Regions from separate parts of the Bombyx mori genome. Here region 1 is linked to region 2. The links are chromatin contacts, called in public Hi-C maps. All regions are on one chromosome and are shown on one strand. The core of a region is the stretch at or near the end of the contact, and the rest is flanking DNA. Distances in the headings are between cores, read along the strand shown.

The links. A called contact is a pair of places that touch in the nucleus more often than the background predicts.
Region 1: a Hi-C map of whole pupa shows a contact between it and region 2, with 2.6 times the contacts expected there. The contact joins two enhancer-like sites. A contact is called at or near these places in 2 of 7 Hi-C or Micro-C datasets (posterior silk gland and whole pupa).

Annotation. Positions count from the first base shown.
Region 1 is chr22:13,490,767-13,495,719 of ASM3026992v2, forward strand. It overlaps LOC101744844 (proteasome adapter and scaffold protein ECM29), which reads left to right. Exons shown (of 38, transcript XM_062675022.1): 32 at 1,143-1,294; 33 at 1,831-2,023; 34 at 2,682-2,820; 35 at 4,419-4,649. Among protein-coding and RNA genes, the nearest start is that of LOC101743503, 24 kb to the right of the region's middle. Within about 2 kb of position 1,270, at least 2 of the 8 cell types and tissues checked have open chromatin away from gene starts, as enhancers often do.
Region 2 is chr22:12,785,854-12,791,086 of ASM3026992v2, forward strand. It overlaps LOC101741298 (treacle protein), which reads right to left. Exons shown (of 27, transcript XM_062675015.1): 25 at 4,853-4,932; 26 at 1-2,832. Among protein-coding and RNA genes, the nearest start is that of LOC101739960, 17 kb to the left of the region's middle. Within about 2 kb of position 2,343, at least 3 of the 8 cell types and tissues checked have open chromatin away from gene starts, as enhancers often do.

The DNA.
Region 1 (4,953 bases), core at 20-2,519, 700 kb after region 2:
TCGATATGCCCGAAGCCCTAAGTCTTTATTTAACACCCTTTTCACCGTAGTTCTGCTTAACCCCATCTGAAGGGCCAACAGTTTCTGCTTACGTTTGGGATTTATTTGAATTCGCGCCTTCACAGCTTTTATCACTGCTGGAGTCCTAACAGACCGAGGGCGACCACTTCTTGACCTGTCATCTACACTAGAGTTTTCATTGTATCGTTTGATGGTACGATAAACGAATCTTTTGGTTATATTCAAATTTTTCAGTATGTTAAACATTTGAATTGGCGCGTAACCGCAACGATGCAACGCAATAACTGCAACACGGTCTTTTTTAAGCGTCCACTCCATATTTAAAAATGAGTAAAATTCTAAAAGTATACATTTTTATTTTCATGAACAATTCGAAATTCGAATTCAATAAACTTTTTTGTGGCCAGCATTCTAAAATAAAAGTTTTTACTGTGTGACAATACTTATGACCTGACTAGGTACAAAGATAACTAACTACTGTACGCGCAAGGTCATGTCCATCGGGGTCAGAGGCGACGCGCTCGCCCCATCTTCGCCCGCCTCCCCGCAGCTGTCTGACGTCGAGTGTTGTCCTTGACGGTTGTGACGCACGCTTATCGATATCGAAAATTTACGCTAACGCTATTGTGTTATTTAACCATGACTACTCCGCTTCCAACAAGTTCAGATAGAAAAAAACCTACTGAAAAAAATATACATACTGATTCCGACTCTGATCTGTCGGTGGTCTTTTCATTTGAAAGTGATTGAATTGGAATTAAAAAAAAAAACTACTAGAAATAAACAAGTAATTAGTTATGACATTTATTTTATTTCTTAAATTGCAAAATTATCTTAAGTTACATTAAACCAAATTGACAGCTGTTGACTAAATCGGTGGTTATTATCGACATTACCTTAATTAACTAGGTCACAGCACTACCGCACTCCTCAGGATGGACATGAACTCGCGCGCCTACTGTATACTACATTTTATCAGAAAATTTGACGATGGGTTATGTCGCTTGGTTTGTCGCGTTTTTAATATAATCACCTATAACCAAATACATTTTTTAAAACAATAGTTAGTTTAAGTTGTTTGTATTCAAGCCCGAGTAACAGGAGCGTCGTTGTCTCGGCAGGCGGCGAACGCCATAAAGACAATATGCAAGGTGCTGTCGGCGGGGCTGGGCGAGCAGAGGGAGCAGTTCGTGCGCTCGCTGCTGGCCGCCATACACGGCAAGACCTACAGCGGCAAGCACAACGTGGTGCAGGCGCTCGCCGCACTGTGCGCGTGAGTAGCTCCCGTGATGCTCCTCTTAGTTCATGCAGACCATACTATACCAGACATATCAGTGGTATTCATTCAGGCCAGATATACTAGTGGTGTTCATTCAGACCAGACATATCAGTAGTATTCATTCAGACCAGATATATTTCTATATATCTATCTCTATATAGATACGAATGAACACCACTGGCATATCTATTATTAACGGTATATTAACGGACCCTACAGACGTTGTCCTGCATACACAAAACGAATGAATGAATGAATGAATGAATGAATGAATGAATCCATACACAAAAATTCATTCGAGTCGATCCAGCCGTTTAGTTGCAGCATAGATAAATAACCTAGATACCGACTGTAGCGCCATCTGCCGGGCTGATTTGTGAATGAATCTAAACCATACAAGGTGCCACCAAAACGCATACAAAAAATTCATTCATATCGGTCCAGCCGTTTAGGAAGAGTTCAGTGGAATCCACACGTACAGTAGAATTATATATATATAAAATATATATAAGAATTGGTTAATTTCCCAGGATAAAAGACAAGGAATCTCCATTATCTCCGGCGCTGGCCAACGAGTGCGTGAACGCGCTGCTGGCGGAGTGCCGCAAGCAGGACATGGTGTACAAGAAGCACGCCATCACGGCGCTGGGCGAAGCGCTCTCCGTCGTGCACTGCGATCGGTTCAGTCAAGTCTATGAGATTGTTAAAGTTATACTCTCCAAGGTGAGCTGACATGACGTTACAATACCGACCCATAGACACAGCCCACTGTGTTTCTCGCCGGATCTTCTCAGTGGGTCGCGTTTCCGATCCGGTGGTAGATTCTGCGAAGCACTACCCTTGCGAGAGCTAGTGTTAGCAACGTCCTTTGGTTAAAGCCCCGTGAGCTGACCTACTCGTCCGGTGAATTTAGCATGACCCTTCGATGTGACTAGAATACGTAGGATAAAAAAAAAGACATGTCCTTTTTCAAACGAAGCTTGTGGAGAGTACTTAACGGTAGGCAGCAGGTTGGTTCTGTTCCTGGCATTGCTAATGTCCATGGGCGATGGTAACCGATCACTATCAGGTGGGCCGTTATTAAATGCCAATGTCACAGACATGAGAACGTCAAGGGATGTGTTCAGTACAGCCTAAGAAATATTGATCTTTGCTTAGATTGAAATGGTGGTGGTCAGTTATGTAGTATAATACTCGTGCCAATATGAAATTTATAATTTTCGGTGATCCCTTAATATCAAGTCGCGAATGACGTCTACTGAATAGAAAAATGTCAAGAGAGTTCCATATAAAAGAATCCAATACAATATTAATTTAACGACAAAATAGGAATCCCTAAATTCATCCGAATAGGGTTGTAAGTATTTTATCGTATTCGTAGGACGAATCGTCGGTGGGTAAAGATTCGGACGACGACGACATAGAGGGCGTGAGGCAGCGACGCGAACAGTTGTCCGAGCTCAAGGAGGCGGCCTACGAGCTGCTCGGCAAGGCCTGGCCAAAGGACTACGAGACACAGGGTGCGTATTTATATTCTGTATAAAACTATTTACTTAATTAATAATAATGGGGTATCGTCTCTGCGATTCTGGAAATCAAATTGATTTTCGATCGTGGTCTCTAGTTGTAAACGTTGAAAACATCAATAAGCTGAATGTTATTGTTACGCGATAACAGACTACTTATAGGAGGCGGTTTTAATTAAAGCAAAACGATTATGTTATCACTACTTTTATAAAACATCTGACTGTGCTTTATTTTTTCCCTACTTATTCGCTGGTAGCCTAAGAGCTTATTCCAGCTACGCCCGGTGAGCTACGGCTACGTAGGTGAGCTCACGACCGCAACCTGAAAGAATTTGCTAACACTAGCCCTAGAAAAAGCAGTGCTTCGCAGAATCTAGCACCGGATCGAAATCGTAACCCACTGAGAAGATCTGACGAGAAACTCAGTGGGCTATGGGCTATTTTGCTCGTCAAACTTCTTGACCGGCGCTTGAGGGACCTAAATCCGGGGGATCCGACAAGACATGTTTCGGGCGCTGGCAGCTTTGCGATGCCGCGTCGCGGTCGGTTATGTTATTCGCAGCAACAATAAGAGGGGTTTCGTGTCGCGCCGCTTTGTCGAAGTAGCGTTCTGACGCTTCCTTAAGATACGTATCGGTACTAGATTTATATAGACGTGAAGTTTTACATTCCCCACATACCACAGTGTTAACTGTGCGTTGAGGCGTTGTAAACAGGGGTATGTCTCTCGATCGGCAAAATATCGGAAGCCCATCTAGATGGCGCTGCTAACATTTATCACTTACAACTGATTTATGTTAAAAATCATCATCAAATAAAGTTTAATAATTTTCACAATTATTGACTGTCTAAACTAAATCTCAACGCACGCTGCCCTATGTAATCATTGTATATGAATGTGTAATCTACGTTTGCCTCCTAGTGACGTCATATGTAATGATCTTGAGCTCAGCGAAAGCTTATTAAGTTGAGGAAATTTTGAAAATATCTGTCGGGTTCCTCGTCGTATACACTAGAACAAATTAGAGGTTATTAAGTATCGAATAGCGTTGCATATCGCATACATTTATGTATTCTCACGTAAAGAACAGATAATAATTGCACTTTTTTTTCTAACTATCAGATGTAATCATTGTAATTACTTCAACAGAGAAACGAGAACATTACGATATAATCGCGTGTTAATTTTAACATGATTTCGAAGTATACAAAAAAAAGGATTGTGTGGTTTTATGAAACCATGGTAAAAGTGAAACTTTTTTTCACATTATAGACATTTAACTCTGAGAAACAACATTTACATTAAACACTGACAAAAAGCGTGGAGCACAAATGAGTAATAGTCTATACACTACACGGTTAGCTGCTGCGAACTATAGGCGTCGCCATATTGGCTTTGGATGCTCTGACGAGCGCCTTTCACTGTATCCCCACTCGGCGGCCGACCGTCACGCGACATGCAACACACAGACGAAAAAGTTTGAGATGATGTAATAAAAGCTTCATTTTAAAAGTATATTAAACCGTTAATCTGTTGTAACATCATAATTGAAACGACATGATAATTATGGAAATTAATTGTACATTCACAGAGAAATATCAAAACGAATTCTTCGAGCATTGTTCGTCAACGTTCCCCGCGTGCTCGCGCACCACCCAGCTGTCCATACTGATGTCCATCAACTACGTGGTGGAGCGGCTCGTCGTGCTGAACGGCAACGAGCCCATGGACACCGACGCCGATGACGTCACGCCAGCTGACCGCGACAAGGCCGTCAGTGCCGTCATCGGACACGTCGGCGCTGTCATCGACCACACTCTCAGTGAGCTGACATATTACGAACCTATTGTGAAGATTCATTGTGACAGACAATCTGAGTTTCAATTGTTTTTTTTTATTGCTTAGATGGGTGGACGAACTCACAGCCCACCTGGTTTTAAGTGGTTACTGGAGCCCATAGACATCTACAATGTAAATGCGCCACCCACCTTGAGGTATAAGTTCTTAAGTTTCAGTATAGTCAGAACGGCTGCCCCACCCCTCAAACCGAAACGCATTACTGCTTCACGGCAGAAATAGGCGAGATGGTGGTACCTACCCGTGCGGACTCAAGAAGTCCTACCACC
Region 2 (5,233 bases), core at 1,093-3,592:
GAGCGATCGGATCGTACTCGGCGGCTCCGGGCCCGACCAAACTACTTTTTCGTCGTTGCTTCTTTTCATTGAATCTCGAATAAAAACTCTTTCGTCGTATTCTATCGACGATGTCCTCGGTTTCTGGCGTTACAGATTCCGTACTACGCAGCGGATGGACAGAAGATGTGTTATTGTCGGAGGGCGATGCTGGATTTTTGGATATCGATTTAATATCGCCGCTATTGTCAGATTTAATATCAGAGTTTGAAACCGTTGACCTGCTTCTCGATCGACTGCGGCTCAGTGTGTTGGCGTTGTCAACGTTTGTGCTAATCTCTTTGTTGAGAAGGTTGTATTTCATATGTGCATCCTTTTTCTCAGTTTCGTTGTCGTTCGAGGAAAAATTGATTATTTGCGGTTCTATCACAGGATTGGTAGGAACTATTTTTTTAACTCTTGGCAATCTGGAGAAATCTAATTTTAAACTGTTTCTGTGTTTGGGGTCGTATTCTTTTTTAAGTACAGTTTGATCGTCGTCTTCGGTTGGCAGCGCAGTAACACTGTCGCTGGACGTTCGAACACATTTATTCTTGCGACCCAGACCGTTCAGAAGTAAGGAAGTCGGCCGGCGCGGTTTGTCGATAGCTTCAGAGACTGTTGAACTCAATGAGTCGTTATTGTGACCGTTTTCATCAATTTCGAACAACTTTTTGTTTTGCGATGATTCCAAAAGTTTTGTTTTATCTTTGGATTCGAACTTTTTAAACAGACCCAAAACCTTGGAGACTGTCGTTTTGTTATTTGTATTTGGACTGTCTAAAGCCGCTACATCGGTCAAAGTAACTGCTCTTTTAATGAGGTTGGATTCATTGGGAGGCTCGGCACTCACGGGCACAGACTGCTCTCGTTGCAATCTACTTAATTTTGTACGATTTAATTTATCACTGGCTGTAGTGGTGTCCGCCGTTTTCTCGGGAGAACTAGATTTGTTTGTGGTCAGTTTCTCTAGTTTATGACCTATTGATTGCAGAACAGATTTTTTCTTAGGAATAGTGGTTTTCACGGAATCCTCATCAGATTTTTCTTTTACTTTTTTGGTAACTTTTTTCTTTTCGGTAGTCGTTTTAGCTTCACCCGTGTCTTGGCTGTTTGCAATATCAGTCTTTGTTTTCGAAGAAACTTTCCGTATTATCTTTTTCTTCGTGGTAGTTTTCTTTTCACCGGAATCACTTTCAATCGATTTATTAGAGTCCCCCTTTTGGACATTGTTCGATGATTTATTTTTGATTATATCTTCTAATTTAACAGCAACTTCATTTGAACTGGCGTTGGGTACAATAGTGCCATTTTTCACTTTTTTATCATTGCTTTCAGGATTAATAACGTTATCTTCCTTGACTACCTGATACTTCTTTATAATCAGGCTACTTGCCGCGTCTGTTGTGGCCCCTTTACCATCAGCGTTAACGTTCATTTGTAAAGGTTTGTTACTGACCGATTCTGTCTTTGTCGAAGGATCAGTTTTTACCTTTTTAGGCAAAGTTATACTAAAACTGACTTCCACATCAGATTTCAAATCAGCAGGTGCTTCGTCCTTCACAGTTTTCGTTTCGTCTTTTTTTAAATTACGACTAATGTACACTTTCTCGGGAGACGGGCTGCCGGCGGGGTAGCTCTTTGGTCTGATAAGTTTAGATTCTTTAGAAGCGGTTCGATCTACACTTTCATTCTGTTTGTTAGCTATGTTCTCCGATACCTTATGTTCATCTGGCTCATCAATCGAGTCTAATGTTTTGATGGGATAGCTCTTGGGTCTAGTCAGTCTCGATTCTTTACTAATTGAAGTTTCATCAAAACGAGGTTTTTGCTTAAGGTCACCCGGAATTTGCGTTCTCGATGTTAACGATGCGTCGGCGGCGGTTTCCTTAATGTTGTCCAGGATGGGGAAGAATGGAGTTGCGGACCTACTGCGGTCTTTGTTTGACAGCACGCTAATAGGTGAAAGACTTTTTCGGGACCCGAGGGAATCTTCTCGCGACAAAAGAGAGGCCTCTGGTAAATCGTACCCTTCTTTCGGGGACGTCACCTCTTGCGATCTCCTCTTTTCTCGAATTTCTCGAAGTATTTTTTGGGTCTCCATTTCTTTCTCTTTTTTATGTTTAACGTAAACGCTCTCGTCCGCCGGCGAATCGAAAAAATCAGAACGTAAGAATCTAGAGTATCGCTTCCGGGGCTGGTCTCCAGTGAGGCGGAGTGAGTGTCGGCGCGGAGCCGGCCCGTACGCCGCCACGTAGCTCGGATCCGACAGAATGCTGCAGCCGTCCGACGCGTAAGGTTCGTCCAATGACAGGTACTTGCTGAGGAGCGGGCGGTCGCGGCGGCCCGAGTCCGGCTCCGGGTCGGCGACGGGAGGGCTGGTCGGAGTGGGCTCGCGCGACACGGAGCGCCGTCGCGGCCGCGGTAACGTCGAGGACTGGGGCCGCGCGACGTCCGCCGGCTTCTCCCCTAGTTCGGGTTCGGGTTCTGGTTCTGGTGGAGGTCGCGTCTCGGAATCGTGTTCGGCGGCGGAGTGGCTGCGCGCGTACGTGGGCGGCGCGGCGGGCGCGGCGGGTGCGGACAGAGAGAGCGTGCGGCGGAGGGAGCGCGCGGCGGCGGGCGGCAGGTGGGCGAGCAGTTGCCGCTGCAGACGGCGGGACAGCGCCGGCGTGAGACCGGACAGCGCGCGCATCTCCTTTTCCGAAAACTCAATCGAGCTCAAGTCGAGGTCCGAAAGGTCTAAGCCGCTCTCTTCGGTCGTTTCTTCGTTTTGGGGAGCCTTCGTTCGGTGTTTGTTGGACTTCTTAGTGCTACCTGAAATTTAAATCGAAAAACACACGTTTCGATCATGCAGAACGCTCGCCGGGATGATGTATTTACAGGGGTGATACTTTTACATTTTAAATTTTATGAGCGTGAATTCAATTTCAACTAAATTTACTGATCAGAAACGTGTCATAAAGACACACTAGGATGTCGATGTGAACGTTGCGGTGAACGGTTAAAAGTTAATAGTTAACTACGAGGGCCGAATGCTAGGTAGTCGAATTAGATTAAAACGGAAGCTTTAAATAGGCAAAACCAAATCACAAAAGAATGCATTAAAATGTTGCTTTTTGAAAGAACGGTGAATTACCAGAATGCATACTAAACGATGACTTCAGCGATATTTCACATAATAGAGGCATCTCTATTCTGGCAAACGGACGCGGCGCACGGTGCTCAACACAAAACACATAAATGAAGAGAAATAAACATAGTTTAGTACCTATTCCTGTGTGGCGTTTGTGGTAGATTTGTGGTTGGCGCTGGTGCCGCTGTGAAGTGAAGATTTGGTCGGAGCATGCAGTGTAACGCGCAACCCAACTGCAACCACACCAACACAACCTCACTACCGCTTCTCTGGCTCCTCCCCGCAGCCCCGCTACCCCCCGCTCCCTGGCCCGACCCCTCCCCGTCACCCGGCAGTACTACCCCTCCCCTCCCGTCCCGCAGACCGCGGTCTGGCTGCAGGTAAGTTGTTCGCCCGAGCGCTCACCGAGCTAATAGCGTATGACTCGTGACATGATCTCTACCGATACTGATACGTGTCCATACGTGTTCCCAGCACACGTCGAACGCTACCACATCCACTATCTACGAATTTATGCTTTATATATAATAATATATACTTTCTAAACAAATTAATTAACTGTCAATCGGTCAACGAACTGGCGAGATTATAGTTATTACTATATTTTTTTGGAAAAAAAAAACAAGTGTTACTTTTTTGCTTACTGTACAGAAATGATTTCGTCATTGGAGATGCGATATGTGAAATTTGTATTGTATAGTTTACTAATCATGCAATTTCAAATAGCTACGGAAAACTGTAATTTATAATAACATAACTCAGAGCAACGCAACATTTTCCTGCTAGTGTTAGCGGGTAGGAGAAAGTCAACACCTGCACAAAGAATGCAACTTGAATACGAAATTAACACTACAATGCAAGAGAAAAAAAACAATGTTACTTGATTAATTAAATTAAAAAAAAAGACAAATGTTAATGTACTGAACACACGATGTATATAACAGACTGTTTCGAGTCATTAGTCATTATCAAACATTGTTTGTTAAACGTTGGCCGGTGGAAAACGTCGCGAATACACGACGCGACCTGTTTAATGGCGATGGTCGCTCGCTCGGACGCGGCGTGATGGGTGATGGATAGTTAATTGATTTGTTTTAAGTCGCAGAAGCTAGCTTTCTTGTGAGTCTCGCAGCCCGTGCTGAGCGGAGGTAGCTGTGTACTTGCGGTGCTATAATTGCATACATTTAATATCTATAAACGGTATCCATAATACGGATTTCGAATGATATCTAAACTTTTTTAAATGAAATGTAAAAATTCGTTATTTCGTTATAGCAACATGCTGTATGTAAGAAAAAACAATTTTTTTTTAAACCTGTAACATTTTAAGTAAACATTATTACATAACTCTATTATTCAAGTATCCGATCATTTTTAGATCGACTTATTGGATTTTCAGATGATATATGAGAAGATTTAATTCAACATCTAAATTGTCATCCAGATACAACAAAACTGATCTGATAGGTACTCAGAAAGACTATAGAATGTACAGCATTACTTTAGACGGAGCTTTATAAGTCAAAACTGGTATCTTAATGGCAATAAAAATAAAAAAAACTCCCGTTCCACTAACAACTTCAACTGTATACGAGATACATAATATAATGCGAGTGCATAGTATTTAATATCGAACAGTGCTGTGTATCGGCCACGTTTTCCCCGCGTGCGGTAAGCGTGTGTGATCACGTGTGAGCTCACCTCGCGGCATCGACTGCCGGGACTTGTTGAACATGGAGTCGAAGTCGGCGTGGAGGTCCCGAGCGCCCCAGCCTTCCCGTCTGTACATGGAAACATACATCATTCAAGTTACTTCATAGTTAGATGCAGGATCAAACACGTGAATGGCGAACCTTCTTTTTTATTGCCTCGATGAGTGAACGAGCTCACGGTCCACCTGATGTTAAGTGGTTACCGGAGCTCATAGACGTCTACAAAGTAAATGCCACCACCTGCATTCAGATATGAGTACAGTACAACGGCAGTAGTACAGTTCAATGCGGTTCAATCAATTCATATAAAGAACCATCAAGAATTTTAGCAATCATTCTATTTACAATAACAACAAATTGTGATATAAGT